2 separate regions of the Sus scrofa genome follow, and region 2 is linked to region 1. The links are chromatin contacts, called in public Hi-C maps. All regions are on one chromosome and are shown on one strand. Each heading gives the region's core, a stretch centred on a gene start, on an enhancer-like site or on the middle of the called end of the contact. The rest is flanking DNA. Distances are from core to core; before and after follow the strand shown. Region 1 holds the start of SLC2A11 (solute carrier family 2, facilitated glucose transporter member 11). Region 2 holds the start of ZNF70 (zinc finger protein 70).

What was found. A called contact is a pair of places that touch in the nucleus more often than the background predicts.
Region 2: a Hi-C map of omental adipose tissue shows a contact between it and region 1, with 1.7 times the contacts expected there. The contact joins the promoter of ZNF70 here to the promoter of SLC2A11 in region 1. A contact is called at or near these places in 5 of 5 promoter capture datasets (fetal liver, fetal skeletal muscle, liver and 1 more), 21 of 47 Hi-C or Micro-C datasets (alveolar macrophages, blood, brain and 11 more) and 2 of 2 datasets of contacts at active chromatin or transcription factors (alveolar macrophages and skeletal muscle).

The regions. Positions count from the first base shown.
Region 1 is chr14:49,863,328-49,866,356 of Sscrofa11.1, forward strand. SLC2A11 (solute carrier family 2, facilitated glucose transporter member 11) reads right to left here and starts at 1,585. Exons shown (of 13, transcript XM_001929403.5): 1 at 1-1,585. LOC106505982 (a long non-coding RNA gene) reads left to right here and starts at 1,166. Exons shown (of 4, transcript XR_002338927.1): 1 at 1,166-1,305; 2 at 1,578-2,049.
Region 2 is chr14:49,928,329-49,931,357 of Sscrofa11.1, forward strand. It overlaps ZNF70 (zinc finger protein 70), which reads left to right and starts at 1,408. Exons shown (of 2, transcript XM_013983166.2): 1 at 1,408-2,995. It overlaps VPREB3 (pre-B lymphocyte protein 3), which reads left to right. Exons shown (of 2, transcript XM_001929470.5): 1 at 1-77; 2 at 750-1,234. The coding sequence starts at 29. The coding sequence ends at 1,066.

The sequences.
Region 1 (3,029 bases), core at 335-2,834:
GGCCAAAACGAAATCAGACTTGCCAAAGATGCTATATGTCGTCATAGAAACATACACCTGAAAGTAGGAAGTCATCCGGGCAGACTGTGACAGCACATACACCAGAAAGGATACCGCACTATCTTTATTGCTCATGCTTGGTTTTTGTTTTATTTCCGCTGCTCTGAACTTTTAAAAGTTTAAAAATTTTCTTTTAAAGCATGCATTTTTTAAGGAAAAGTACAGTAAACAAAATATTAGCAGTTGCGAATTGCATGCCTTTTTGCATCTACTGACATGATCACTGCTGTGATTAACAACCAGTTGCTCCCCACCCACCCGCCTTGGTTCTTTCTGAAATGCTGCCCAGACACCTCGCTGAAGTCAGCCCCTCAGTGCGTGGGCTCCCAGCCGTTAATTATTATCCTTAAACAAGGAAGCTTGAAGTTTCTCCTCAGCAAACAGTAACCCGGAGTTTAACCTTGAGTATGTGAAAGTCAAGGTCGTGAATGTTTGTGGCTGCCCAGTGTTGAAGGCTAATCTCAACAATCCACACGTGGGTGGCTTCAGCCCCTAAGATTCCACAAGGTGGAGCCTGTGCCCGAGCACCCCTACCGTCCTGCTGGAAGTCGGGGCTGGGCTGTCAGGTCTCCAAGTCCCGCGCAGAGCCGGCGGGATGGAGCCGCCAAACCACGCGGAGTCGGGGAGCATGGAGAGAATCCCCTAACTCCTCCTCCGTGGGGCTTCCCGCGTGGATTCCCACCCAGTCTCGGTTTGCCGGGGGAGAAGGTGGAGGTGGAGAAAGGGGAGGAGAGGTGGTCTGCCCACGGCCACCAGTGCTCAGGACCTGCGGGCCGATGGCCAGTGTGGGCGGTGACACCCTTCCCTCGATGTGGGAGTCACGCCCCACCGTCCCTCCTGCACGCTGGGACATCTCACTGCGGACGAGGAAACTGAGGCCGGGGGAAGGGGGATCTCCGGCGCGGATGCCGGCTGGAAGGCTCCATCCAGTCCACGCGACCCACCGAGCCGAGGGCTGCTCGCACTCCCGCACAGGCGGCGGAGCTGCCTCGTCGACCCGAAACCGCGGCCAGAAGATGTCTCCACGGTTGCCTGAGCCCGGGGTCGCAGCCAGGGTTTGGCTTCCAGACCCCCAGGGGATCCTTCAGCCAGCCCTGGCCGCCCCCGCCGCCTCCCTAGAAACGTGCTTTGGCCGCAAGAGGGCGACAAAGCCCAGACTGCGCGAGTAGACGCGGCGGGTCTCTGGACGTTCCCGGGGCTCCGCGGTGACCGGGTAACAAAGAGCCTGAGCCAGGGCCACTCCAGGTACGGAGCATCCAGGGGAGAGCTGCCTCCTCGGCCGCTGGGAGCTCCCTGTTCCCCGAGCCCCAAGTGATTTCGCTTCCTCTGTCCTGCGTACCCAGCCAGGTGGGCCAGGGCCTTGCGCAAGAGCGCTGACACCCAGCCCACCCTCCCTCTGCCTCCCTAGGTTCCTCCCCTCTCTGCTCCATGAGGGATGGGACAGGGGTCTGGTCAGGCGCCTAACCCGTGGAGCCAGAGCTCAGGCTGGACGCCTTGACCCCTGGTCTCTCCTGCAGGGCTCGGTCCATCAGCAGGCTGTCCATCACGGGTGAGATCATCTGGTACCTGCACGTGACCACCCCACAGACTCTAAGCCGCTTTGACCCGACTTCCTCCTTTCCGACATCGGTTTCCCTGGTTTCCCCGTCTGTCAGCTGTGGGTTCCAGGAAGAGCTGGGGAGTGGGGCGGCTGCTTCTTCAAGACCGCTCAGAGGCCCCTCCTCCTTGCCACCTTCCCTGTTCCTCCCACTTGGACTGGCATCTCTGCTTCACACCAGGCACCTCCAGGGTGCACTGGGTGGAGTTCAGGAGGCCAGCTGACCTTCAGCACTAGGCTGCCAGAGTGGGCAGTGAGCCACACCAAGCAAGCTGGCTGTCACAGGCCTGGCTGCAGCTGATACCAATGGGACCCCAGCAGTTCAACAGGGACTTCCTCCCTCCCAGCCTCCATTTGCTCATCTGTACAGGCTCTGTGCCCTCAGGTCCCAGGTATGTCTGTTGACCCTCCCTGCGCTGGGCATCCCAAGGGCAGGTACCCAGGATCTCCAGAGAGACCCTGCCCTTGGGTAGGTGGATGTGGGGAGCTGCAGCCTGGCTGGGTGTGGAGGGCAAGGCTTTGCTCTCCTCCTCCGAGCTGGCATCCACTCCAGTTCTGGGTCACATTTCCAATTTAACAATTCAAAAGAAAGAAAGAAAGAAAAAAGGAAAGGAAAAACCCCAAGCAAGAACCAGCTGAGCTACCCTTTGATATTTGAGGACTGAAGAGTGGGGCTGATTGCGGATAGGAGATTTTTGAAGCCATCTTAATTAGTAGGAAAGAATGTCCTCCTGGTTAGCTGTTCTAAAAATACAGCTGTGCCCACATCTGGAGGGGATGGGTGGGAGGCGAGGGTGGGGGTGGGGGATAGTGGTTAGACTGGGGTCTGAAGTGCTGAGGCCTGCATTCCTTGGTGGGGGAGGCCCCCTCCCAGGAGGGCCCGTGGAGAGGGTGGGGGCAGATGCCAAATCAGGCAGACCCCTGTGGCTGGGCCACCGGGCGCAGCTTTGGGATGGAGCTGAACAGACAACCCATCCTTTCCTAGGCCCACTCTCACTCCTTCCCTGGCCCTCCCCACAACCCAGGCTCAGTTTCCCCAGCTGTGCTGAGGGGATAGGCAGTGGCCTGGTTAATGCACCCCGCTTTTTTTTTTTTTTTTTTTTTTGTCTTTTTGCCTTTTCTAGGGCTGCTCCCGCGGCATGTGGAGGTTCCCAGGCTAGGGGTCGAATCGGAGGCATGTGGAGGTTCCCAGGCTAGGGGTCGAATCGGAGCTGTAGCCACCGGTCTACGCCAGAGCCACAGCAATGCGGGATGTGAGCCGCATCTGTGATCTACACCACAGCTCATGGCAACGCTGGATCCTTAACCCACTGAGCAAGGCCAGGGATGGAACCCGCAACCTCATGGTTCCTAGTCAGATTCATTAATCACT
Region 2 (3,029 bases), core at 158-2,657, 65 kb after region 1:
ACTCCTACCTGCCTCCCAGCCTCCAGCTATGGCCTGCTGGCACCTGGCCCTCCTTCTGATTGGGGTCCTCCTGGAAGGTAAGCCCCTCCTGGTCCTAACTCACCTGGGGGGTGGGGGGAGTGGGAGATGGCACATTGGCTTTAGAAGCCCTCTGCTAGGAAGCAAATCCATGTGGGCAGTGAGTAGGGTTCTGGAAGGGGCAGGGGGAACGGGGGGAGGGAACTGACTACAGATGGCTCTGTCCTAGAACTGTGGTGGGTCACTTTGGGTGGGCCTCAGTTTCCCCACTGGTGAATGATCAGATGGCTAGGGTCCCCAGACTCTGGGGTCTCAGAGACCAGTCACCTTTTGAGTTTTTCAGAAGGAAATCTAGTGTGAGCTGTTCCCTACCCCACACGGACAAGAGGCTTCTTGGGGGTGGTCAGTCTGTAGCCGGGGTTTGGAAGAGCCAGTGTGATCAAAGCTATAGGGGACTGCAGAACAAGGGATGAGGCTGGGCAGCAGAAGGACCCAGAGGCCACCAGTCCCACCCTCTGAGATCTGAATCCTAAACTGAACATGGATCCTTGGGAACATGGCACTAATGGGGGCCTAGGGGTTGCCAATTCTGTGCCCCACCCAGTGTTGATCCCATGGCACCGGGCCGTGAGTTTTGGAATCAGATTCTCCTGGAGTCTGACCAGGGCTTTGTGGGGCAGGGGCAGGAGGGAAGGGCCCAGGCCGGGTCTGAGTGTGTCTGTCTTTCTTAGTCTCCCAGCCGGCCCTGGCCCAGCGGAACTCACTGCTGGTCTTCCCAGGCCAAGTGGCCCAACTCTTGTGCATGCTCAGCCCCCGTCATGCCACCGTTGGGGACTACGGCGTGTCTTGGTATCAGCAGCGGGCAGGGAGTGCCCCCCGCTTGCTCCTCTACTACCGCTCAGAGGAGGACCACCACCGGCCCCCTGACATCCCTGATCGCTTCTCAGCAGCCGCGGATGCCGCCCATAACTCCTGCATCCTGACCATCAGCCCTGTGCAGCCTGAGGATGACGCCGATTATTACTGCTTCGTAGGCATCAAATCATAGGGGGGGATGTGGGATGAGTGCCTCCCATCTGCCTTCTGCTTCTTTCCTGACCCTGGGACCCTATCTTTCCCTGAGCCTTGATTTTCCTCTTCTGTAAAATGGGATAACAATATTCAACATGTCAAAAATAACTATTCAAAAAAAAACAAAAACAAAAACAAAAAACTATTCATGAGATCCTTGCTGAAAAAGTGACTGTGGTTGGTCTGGGAGTATGGGGTAGGGATTCTGGGGGTTGTTGCAGAAGAGGAAGCATCTAAGACCCCTGGGGTGGTGCCCAGCATCCCCACAGGCCCCAGGGGGCTCAGGCTGGTGGCTCTTGCCTTTCTGTGACTGGAAGAGCTGGAGTGAGAGAAAAAGGAACCAGCCCTTGCAGGTCCTGGCTCTGCATGGCTGCTTGTGGTCCAACGCTCACAGGGTGACTGGACTGGGTCCTGTCGATTTAAAAAACATGCACAACCTAAAAGTTGAGAGTTCAGTTTTATTTGGGGCTAAATGAGGACTATAGTCAGACAGGCAGCATTTCAGATAGCTCTGAGAAACTGCTCCAAAGAGGCGAGGGGGAAGGTCAGTATATGTGTGATTTTGGTGAAGGGGGAGGTACATGCAATCAAGCACGCGTTTTACAGAAGGTCGCTGCTGGTCTCCTGAAGGTTATTATTGCTAGTCACGAGGAGCAGATGTCACCACGAAGAATTTTAGTGCTTTTCTAGATACGAGGAGATGCAAAAACTGGGCTCATAAAGTCTGAAAATATCTAACTATCTGAAGGTTTGTTCTACTAGTTTTCTCAGAGCACGTAGTGCCTCCCTCCTGATCACCCTGGGCTTCTCTCAGAGGGGTGTTGAGGGTCCGCAGCTGCAGTGGCTCATGATTCAGTCTGTAGAAGTAAACGGCAAATGCCAGTTTCCAGTCTACAGTCCCCATTGAGCCCAGGCTCCCAGCTTAGGCGAGGTAGCCCCTACCTATGCCTGGGTGGGGCTGGGAGGCGGTGTGAGTCGAGGGTGGGGGGCACTCAGAGGCACCTGAGGGCCAGGATGGAACGTGCTGAAGGCCGGTGGGCAGATGGCAGGGGCCCTCCACTGGGACCGTGTGTTCTAGCGGTTTCCTGTGATAGGGCCCTGGCCCCTAGGGAGGCTCTCCCTCAGCGGGCAGTCTGCACCTGAGCACTGGTGGGCGGGGAGGGTGAAAGGGGCAAGTCTTGCCATCAGAAGCAGAACTGAGCTCTGGGAGTGGGTGGGGGCGGAAGAACACACCCCTCTTCCCTCCCCATTCTCCTAAGAGGCGCCGCCTGAACGGAGATCATCCCTCAGATGCACTGAGTTAAGGTCTCGGGGGTCCAGAGAGGGTCCCGCCTAGGCTCCCAGCCATCTCCTGGACTCTCACCGGGTCCTTCTCATCTGTCTCTGTGGGTACGGGGTGGGCTGGCAGGAACAGGACTCCCCACGAAAGGAGGATGAACCCCAGCAGGACCCCGGCCCTGTGCGAGGTGACGGGCTCCGCAGCCCTGGGACGCCTGCCCTTCTTCCGGGGACACCAGGCGCCCCAAGGCCTCTGGCCGGCCCCACCGCCAGGGCAGGTGCCTGGGAGCCGGCTGCCCCTCCCGGCCTATTTCCTCCCCTGCGTTCCCGCCAAGGGCTGCCCAGCCTGGAGGTGCCGGGAAGCCGCCCGGAGCCCCCGCGCTGCGGCGAACCGTCCCGGCGCGCTACGCGGTGGGACCAGCGAGACGCGGGCCTCCGCGATGCCTAGAGCGGTCCCGGAAGTGCCGCGGGCAGGGGCGGGGCTCGGGCGCTCGGGCCGCCGCGGGTTTAGAGTCAGCAGCCGCAGCCGAGCGAGGCCACGGCCGCGGGCAGGAGCTGCTCGGGTGCGGCCCCGCCCCGCCCGCCCGCGGCCCCGCCCCCGCCAGGTGAGCGGCCCCGCCCCGGCCAGGTGAGCGTACCCGCCCGGGCCCAGGTGAGTGGCT